3 separate regions of the Mus musculus genome follow, and regions 1 and 2 are each linked to region 3. A link is a contact called in public HiCAR-type and promoter capture Hi-C data. All regions are on one chromosome and are shown on one strand. The core of a region is the stretch at or near the end of the contact, and the rest is flanking DNA. Distances in the headings are between cores, read along the strand shown. Region 1 overlaps Gm40650 (predicted gene, 40650). Region 2 holds the start of Cep85l (centrosomal protein 85-like). Region 3 holds the start of Slc35f1 (solute carrier family 35, member F1).

Region 1 (2,700 bases), core at 132-2,631, 810 kb before region 3:
TGGGCTGCTTGAGAACTATTTAATCCTAAGAGTTTGTTTTTTTTCTCTCATTTCTATCATCTAGGATGGGCACTGTATCCAAACTTGATTAAGTTCTTACAACATCAGAGTTATAGCCAATCCTCAGTGTGTGTGTGTGTGTATGTATGTATGTATGTATGTATGTATGTATGTATGTATGTACAGTATGGTAAAGGGCTAATGGCCCAAAAGCGTAGAGCAGGCTACGGAACATGTTCAAGCTTGGGGTCCATGGAGCTCCTGATAAGGGAGTCCAGAGGGTGGTTCGGCCTACTAAACTAAAGCAGATCATGATAAGGCCAGCACACCAACCTCCATTGGTAATCACAGACCTGAGACTGGAGAACAAGTCTCTTCTGCTCTATAGCCCAACCCCCACCCCCACCCCCATTCCTGAGGAAAGGGTGATGTCCTTCATTCTTCTGATTAAAGGGCAATCTGTTTCTATTCAGGTCGGTTTACTCCTTCTTTTATTTCCAATCTCTTTCCGTGTTGCCTTTCCAGTCTAACAATTTATATTTAATGTCCTCTCAGGATGAGTAGTCATGTGACTATTAGAAGAAACATTGGTAACAATTGTCTCAAAACTGACATTCTCAGTCTGTCAACTAAGAAAAACCTGTATTCTGCATTTAAAATATTCTACAATAGAAACTTTGATCGTTTGTTATTTATTTATCTACTTTTAAAATCTATTTAGCTGATCTCCTGCCTCAGCCTCCCTAGTCCTGGGATTAAAAGGTATGTACCACTATGCCCGGGACTGATATATTATGAGTCAGTACTTTGGCACTATGAACAGCTAGTGCTAATGTATTTGTAGTTTGGGGAATCTTCCTAAATGAAGACTATGATTAAGATACTTTAGATGCTGATGAAAATTCTTCAAAACACATTTAGGGCAGAAAAAAACAAAAAAACAAAACAAAACAAAACAAAACCCTAAGCAGTCAGTGCTGGCTTCAAACAGATTTAAATTAGCCCAGGAAGCAAGCTCAGTCCAGACTAGGGAAACACGGGATCAGGGCGCCTGCGCCAGAAGCTCTGCTTCCTTTTCTCTGTTTTCTGTTTTACATAGGAATGAAAAGACAGCCGCCACAGTGTAAGCTTCCAGCCCAGGAGGGCCCAGGAGGGCGCAGGAGCTTTGAAAGCTTATCAGGAGCTGCTGTGAGGAAATACCTTCTTTATCACTTGTCACCTATGCCGGGCCGCCAGATGGTTCCACTTGCCTTCTCCTAAAACAGTCAGCATTGTTGTTCAGAGAGCAGGTCTTCGTGAGGCAAATGGGAGAGCGAGCGGGATTTGGGTCAGAACACAGCGGCTGCCCTCAAACTGGCTGTTGTGGCAAGGCTTTAGTTCCCTGCTTTGTCTTGTGTTCCCGCTCAGTCTCTGAAGCCTGGACTCAGGAAACTGCTCCTCCACCATCTCTCCTGACACAGTCTGTTTCTTGTCCTCTGAGGTCTTTTGCCCTGTGTGACCGCACTGCCCACTGTTGAGTTCAGCAATGCTGGGAAGACTCCAAGCGTCGGCCCAGAAACTCCTTCAAGAAAGCCAAATTCTCACCGATGCGGGGAGAATACCAACAATTGGGCCTAAAAAGGCCCATTTCTGGAATTGAGAAGCTGGGAACACCAAATCAAAAGTTGGCAGCAGCAGAGAAACAGAAGCCCACTAGGGACCACACAGGCACTGGGCTGCCTCAGTTCTCTACGTAAAGGAGCTAGAAAGAGCAGGGCGCCCTGGAGTGGGACTGAGCAGAGGTGCATGGAGACCCTCAACCACAGCTCAAGGGGCCAAGAGGCTTTGGAGTGAGAGGCCAAGGTTCTGGATGCAGGCTTCACTTAAAGGTTACCGGGGCCCTCCTGAGCGGGATCCATCAGCCTGCTATGACTCCCTAGAGTGAGATGCAATAATTACCACCTCATCCCACCTTTTAACCACTGTTCTTATCCTCCGTGGTTAGTCCTCTCCATCCTAACCTTTCTGTTCGGGGAGAGTTTCTGCTTTTCCTATTCAGTATGTCCTGATGCGTCTAAAAGAGCCATCGCCCACCCTTGTCAGGCAGCTGCGCTCTGATTCTCCGATTTAAACGGGCTCAGGACCACTGTACTCTACCAGGCCTGCTGTGGACAGACGCTTTCCCAGCATCACAGCAGACGGAGGCTCGTAACTAGTGTGGCAGCCTAGGAAGCCCTGAGTGTGAGGTTCCTAACTGAATGTGTGCTGTTGACAGGGGCACCGCTGTGTCAAGGACCTAAGCTTCCGTCTCGGAGGGCCATCTGAAAGCCTTCCCTCCTGTTCTGAGTGTGGATATAACACAGTGTGCTGAAAATGTTCACCATAACTCTCTGCCCGGAACCCACGGATATTTTCGCTCTGAAGACTACTCCCCTACAGAGACTGATCCTACCGAGATTAGCTAAACCTGGCTCCTTAATCCAGCTGTGTACCAGAAACCCTGAATCCTTGTTTATCTGTATGTAATAACCACACCTTCTTATTCAGCTGTATGTAATAATAATAACCCCGCCCTTCTGTTCATCTCTATATAACAAACACACTGTTGCTTTGGGGAGGAGGCTATGCTTTCTCCAACATAGGGCTTGGATCACCTAAACACGGCTTCCTGGCAGGTCCACCAGAGCTGTGTTGAGCCCAGCACCAGCGTACTAGCTGATA
Region 2 (2,700 bases), core at 180-2,679, 690 kb before region 3:
AAGCAAACATTTGCCTTGAACACCATTTTATTTATCTAGTCATCCAGTGTTGTATAAAAGTTTCTTGGACAAAAGGGGTTATGAGGTTGTGAGTTTTAAATGTTTAAGAATCTCTAAGCGACCGGAACCTTTCTTTCCTTCTTACTCCCTCCCTCCCTTTCTTTCTTTCTTCCTTCCTTCCTTCCTTCCTTCCTTCCTTCCTTCCTTCCTTCCTTCCTCTCTCTCTCTCTCTCTCTCTCTTTCTTTCTTTCTTTCTTTCTTTCTTTCTTTCTTTCTTTCTTTCTTTCTTTCTTTCTCCTTTTTCTTTCTTTCTAGAAAGCACAGAGGAGGCTAAAGCAGGAGAACCAGGAGTTTGAGGGCAGCCTGGGTTACACATCAAGTTTCCAGCGAATTTGGGCTTTTTGTTAAACTACAAATTATGAAAAGATGTATTTGTAGATATAGTATTTTTACTTTCGATATTTTTCTTTGTGGAACTGTTAATGTTTTTTTCCCCATCCTTTTCAACTGTCAATAAATAATTAGATACATTTTAGATCAGATAAAGAGCCATCTCGTTATATTTTCATATTTCTGTCACCTTCTAGCATCAGAATCATTTGACGGTTGACCAACATCTGAAGATTTGGAGAAATATCTGCAGATCTACAGGAAGGAGACTAGATGTATAACCACGGTTTGGTACATTTCAGCAAATGTGGTGAGTTATAGCACACATTTTTAAATGTAAGCCTCACAAGCTTTAAGTAGTATTTTACTTGAGGATACATCAATATTAAGCTTTTGTTAGCAGTTTCCACATTAGGAAAAACATCACTGGACTCAAAGCCTAAGGAACTTATCGTCTGGGTTACTTCTGATTGGCATGCTGAGACTGCCTCCTTGTACAGTGGTTGACAGTGTTTAGTTTGTATCTAAATATTCAAATGATTATATTGCCAACAAGAGTAATTGCAAGAGGATGCTGTATTCCTTTGTCTTTTCTCAGGATGTCTGTTCCTAGGAAGGGTGGGAAATAAAGTGGAGCAGATGTGGGAGGCAGGGATGTCCTCTTTTCTATTCCCACCGTGATCCATAACCGGTGCTTGTGGAACGCATGACAACAATTTTAATTCTGATCTCCATTCTGAGTCAGATGGCTAGCCCCACAGCCCCTTGAAGCGGTTGCAGGGACAACTCGCACCTTTTATAACAACTGTGCCCCTAGAAAGCACGTATAGGAAGACAGGGTTTGGGATTAAATTATGGACCCTCTCTCAGCTTGAAGGTAACAGGATGGAGAAGTAGGGAGCGGCTTCAGGATGATCACCCGCATGCTGTTAGCAATAGGTTTTTGGTTCGCCAAGAGTCCCAGGCCCCGCCTTGAGGCCCCGCCCTCTGGGCCCCGCCCCCAGCCCCATCCAGGCCCCGCCTGTCCTGGCCCGGCCCGCTGCCTAAGGTTCTGCCGGGCGGAGGGGGCTGAGAGAAGCCGCAGCTGCAGATTCGCTTTGAGCCCCGGAGCCTGCGATCGCGCCGCCGTCACCGGGGAGCTACTAGCTTCCCCGGCCCGGGCCTCAGCGCAGCCGGCTGGGCCATGGCAGCCGCCGCGCTCCGGGGCCGTCGCTGAACAGCCGTTAAGCCCCCCGCCCGGGTCCGGTCCGCGCTGCCGAGGCCCAGGCTCCGCTCAAGTTTCCGCCCAGAAGCCGAGGCGACCGCGGGCCCCGAGCTCCAGGCTCGCCCGCTCGCCCGCTATGTGGGGCCGTTTCCTGGCCCCGGAGGCTGGCGGCCGGGACAGCCCCAGCGGGGCCCGCAGCTTCCCTGCGGGTAAGGAGGACTGCGGGCGGGTGGGGTGACGGCCGCCAGGGCTTCTCCGGAGTCCGCGCCCTAAGGCCTGCGACCCCCGCGGGGTGACAACTCGGCTCTTCTGGGCCGCTCGGCCGGGCTTTGTTGTCCCTCGTGTGGTGTGCGTGGCTGCCCCACGCGGGACGCGGGCGGGAAGGTCGCTGCAGTGTCGCCCGCAGCCACTGCTCCAGAGAAGCTGCTGAGGACTTGGTCGCCGATTGAGACCCCCGAGGGGGCGGCAGCTCTTAGAAAGCAGGTCGCATGGCTGCCAGGGCTCTCCTGGGTCCCATCAGAGCCCAGCCGCCTTCGAAACGGGGCTCAGGGAAACTGGGGGGTTGCAGCTTTGCGGTGGTGGTTGTAGGGACTGTTAGAATCAGACAACCATTTCATGCCTGCATCACCCAGAAGTTGTGTAGGAGCCACTGAATTATAAATCTTCCCCTAACGTGGAATAGAACAAGAAGAGTTGGCTTGACCATGACAAGTTATCTAATGATGACAGTCTAAAGGGCTCTTTAATCTGAACTGAATCATGAACCCCTTTGAAAAGCTGAAAGATACATAAATTTTTTTCCTTCTCCCCCCCACCCCCCAAGAGAAAAGGGCTACTTATTTGTACGCAGAATTTCTCCTAAAAATTTAGGTATTTTGGGGACCCATGGGTGGTAACCCTGTTCTACAAAGTGTTAGAACTTGACTTGTGTAACTTAGAGGCAGTTGTGTACCTTTTGCAAAACTGTTCGAAAAGAAGCATTTTGTAGGAGTCCTTTTGTGGTATTCTCTGCCTTTTTGAAGATACCATGCAGGCACATTGCTACTGAAATTTTGAACAATGAAATTCTGTGACAGTTTAAATTCTAAACTATCAGTAGTTCTCAA
Region 3 (2,700 bases), core at 65-2,564:
CCTTCTAGCAAGATCTTGCACTTTGTTCAGGTCTGGCCCAGGCCTCTAGCCTCTTTTTCTTACTCCAAAAGCCATCAAGAGTCTGCACAGCGAGTGAAATGTCAGGCAGAAGTGTTTCCCCTTCTGTCTGGGGTTGGGGGTGGGGGTATCCTCACCTTATGCCCCTGGGGAGGGGAATCAGTGCCACCAGGGCGGAGCGAAAGACAGCGTGAGGTTGGCGACTTCCACGCCATCACCGCAGCCCGGGGCCTTCCCGCCTCCGCCCGGGCCATGTTGGGGTGGGGTGGGGGTGTCCCCAAAGCGCAAAGCTGGGATAAGAGTGCAAAGGGGAAGTGATACAACGTGAGGATGCGAGGCGTGAGCATGGACACACACAGGGCATCTGCAGGTAGAACAACCCCGCCTTTCTCCAACTCGCTCTCCGGACCTGCCTGCAGCCCGACCACTGGGGGATCCCAGCGTCAGGACAAAGCTGTCGCGGCCTCTCTGAGAGCGCAGGGAAAGAGAGCGAGCCCTGGCTCTCTCCCCTGGCTAGGACCCAGTGCCAAAGGACCTCGGGGACACGTCGGATGGGGAGAAAGGGGTCCGCGGGCTAGGCGCCTGCAGTGCCTGTCCCTGGTGTCCCCACTGGGAGCCTGTGCTCACCTGTTCAGCACTTTGCGGATCCTCTGGCGCATGCTAGCCCGGGAGGAGGCGGACAGGCTCACGCCGCCGCTGCCCTCAGCTGGCAGGTTCTCGATGGTGGTCACCACATGGTTCGGCGGGGCCGGTGGAGGTGGTGGCTGCAGTTGGGGCTGCGGAGGCTCGGGGGGAATCATCGCGGCGGAGGCGGAGGTGGATGGCTATCAGAACGCTGCCCCGCACATAGTGCGCGGGCTCCGGGCCCGGGAACAAGCAGAGGACCCGGCCAAGCGGCCCCGGCCCGGGGAGGCGGTGCCGCTTGCGAAGCGACGAAGCGGGAGACACCGGCGGGCTCCGGCCGCCTCCTCCCAGCCCAGTGCTCTCGGGTTGCTACCCAGTCCTGGCTGCACACCCTCTCTCCGGGCCGCTGCCACCTCCCGCCGGAGCTGCAACCAAGTCCTGGCACACCCCGCCAAGTGGCTGCAAAGGGGGTCGGCGGGGACCCGGAGCTGCCGGGTCCACTGCAAGGACCGTGCAGAGAGAGGAACGGGGCTGCCGGGTTTCGTCTTCTCTCCCAGTGCCTAGGGCTTGTCCTGGCTGTGGCAGTTGTGGTGGCGCCGCTTCAGCTGGCGCCGGGTTCGCTTAGAAAGCTGCCGTCTGTGTCTCACGGAGTGAGAAACCAAGAGTGAACCTGGAGCGCCGGGCGGGGGCGCCGCGCCGGCAGAGGGGGGTGGGGGTGGGATGAACGCTCTGCTCCCCGCCAGAGGGCGCTCCGGAGGTGCCTTGGTGTCCCCAACCCTCCTCCTGGCATCCAAAGAGGCCCCTGGTCTAGGATGCTGTGATTGGTGGTGGGTACTTTTGTCTTTTAAGTGCAGTAGTGGATACATCCTCCCTGTGAAATTGGGGAGGATTCCTCTTGCTTCTGCGGAGGCTCTGCAGAATCCAGCACCATGGGCCCGGGACAGAGGCACAACCCAGAGACAGTTTGTTGGTCCAGGCTACAAATTAAGCACCCTAAATATCACAACTATGCTCATCTAGAATGGACCTGGAGGAAAAAGGAAGTAAAACAGTTTCTCACTAAAAATGCATGCTGGGAATTGGGAAAAGCAAACTAAGTCATCCCAAAACAACTCCATTTAGGCAACAGAGCACTGTGGAAGGAAAGTGAAAATAACAGAGATCCTAGAAAGTTTTTTTTTTTTAAATTCTAGGACAAGGCTACTCCTGAGTTGCCCATGGCATTGTAAGAGTTAAATGAAGTAAATTACCCATCAAGAGGGCCTGATGGCTCCCTCAAGGTCCTCCAGCTGTCAAACAAATAACTTTGTTAGCTCCTGAAATCATAGCCCACTTTCTGCCCAATGGACCTTATCCCAGACATTCCTTATACCTATTGATCTGCATTTCAAATAGTTATTGACTCTGGAAATTTTTTCAGATGCCTCTTAATCTAGATTGCCTGGGCAAGGATCTTGCCACAAGAATGATATGCATTTAAGTTTTGCCCACTTCACTGCAGAATAGGGAATTGATCCTATTGAGTAAGTTTAACAGGTATATTTGTTCACACGAAAGCACATTGATACTGCCACTAAATCCAAATGCTCTAAAGACTAGCAAATGAAAACATCTGTTTAGGATGTTCAGAGAAAAATAACATTCAAAAGTAGACGATGTATTCTCAAAACAGGGAAAAGAGGGACAAAAGAGCAGTGGGTGGGACAAAAAGAAGCCAGTCCTTTGTATCATAATAGGGGTTCTTGTCATTAAAAAAATTGGATAGACAGAAATGTACAAAACTTCTCCTGTCTATATTTAAGTATCTGTCAAACCCAGTTTCTACCTGAACTGTCCCCAGGGCCCCTTTCTACAAAATTCTACCCAGCTTGGAACACTTTCCATTTTATAATTAGAACATCACCCCATGCCTTCTTTAGTGACTTTTCATTCTAGAATATTCACCCCAGATTTTCAGGACAGGTGAAAGAATTACTACAAACAAGAACAAGGCTTGTAACCTTGGGAATATTAAAATTCCAATAGATTGCAATGAGTTTGCCCTTGGGAAATGACCAA

Evidence for each region. Promoter capture Hi-C pulls out the DNA fragments that hold promoters and counts their contacts. HiCAR-type assays count read pairs that join an accessible place to other places.
Region 1: a HiCAR-type map of astrocytes shows a contact between it and region 3, with 3 times the contacts expected there. The contact joins the enhancer-like site here to the promoter of Slc35f1 in region 3. A contact is called at or near these places in 5 of 39 promoter capture datasets (hippocampal neurons, liver, second pharyngeal arch cranial neural crest and 1 more), 1 of 484 Hi-C or Micro-C datasets (cardiomyocytes) and 6 of 115 datasets of contacts at active chromatin or transcription factors (astrocytes, embryonic basal ganglia, embryonic forebrain and 3 more).
Region 2: a contact with region 3 is called in a promoter capture Hi-C map of hippocampal neurons, with 5 times the contacts expected there. The contact joins the promoter of Cep85l here to the promoter of Slc35f1 in region 3. A contact is called at or near these places in 2 of 39 promoter capture datasets (cranial neural crest and hippocampal neurons), 2 of 484 Hi-C or Micro-C datasets (both in embryonic stem cells) and 1 of 115 datasets of contacts at active chromatin or transcription factors (stem cell-derived neural progenitor cells).

The regions. Positions count from the first base shown.
Region 1 is chr10:53,502,107-53,504,806 of GRCm38.p6, reverse strand. All of the region lies in intron 1 of Gm40650 (predicted gene, 40650), which reads right to left. Gm20597 (predicted gene, 20597) reads left to right here. Exons shown (of 4, transcript NR_037973.2): 4 at 1,100-2,700. Among named protein-coding and RNA genes, the nearest start is that of Gm40650, 15 kb to the right of the region's middle. Within about 2 kb of position 1,381, at least 85 of the 459 cell types and tissues checked have an H3K27ac peak or open chromatin away from gene starts, as enhancers often do. A contact at or near this core is called in astrocytes, forebrain, second pharyngeal arch cranial neural crest and 1 more, where this site is marked.
Region 2 is chr10:53,378,612-53,381,311 of GRCm38.p6, reverse strand. Cep85l (centrosomal protein 85-like) reads left to right here and starts at 1,429. Exons shown (of 13, transcript NM_001204983.2): 1 at 1,429-1,803. The coding sequence starts at 1,731. It overlaps Gm46225 (a long non-coding RNA gene), which reads left to right. Exons shown (of 3, transcript XR_001779770.2): 3 at 588-726.
Region 3 is chr10:52,689,115-52,691,814 of GRCm38.p6, reverse strand. Slc35f1 (solute carrier family 35, member F1) reads right to left here and starts at 1,314. Exons shown (of 8, transcript NM_178675.4): 1 at 646-1,314. The coding sequence starts at 818.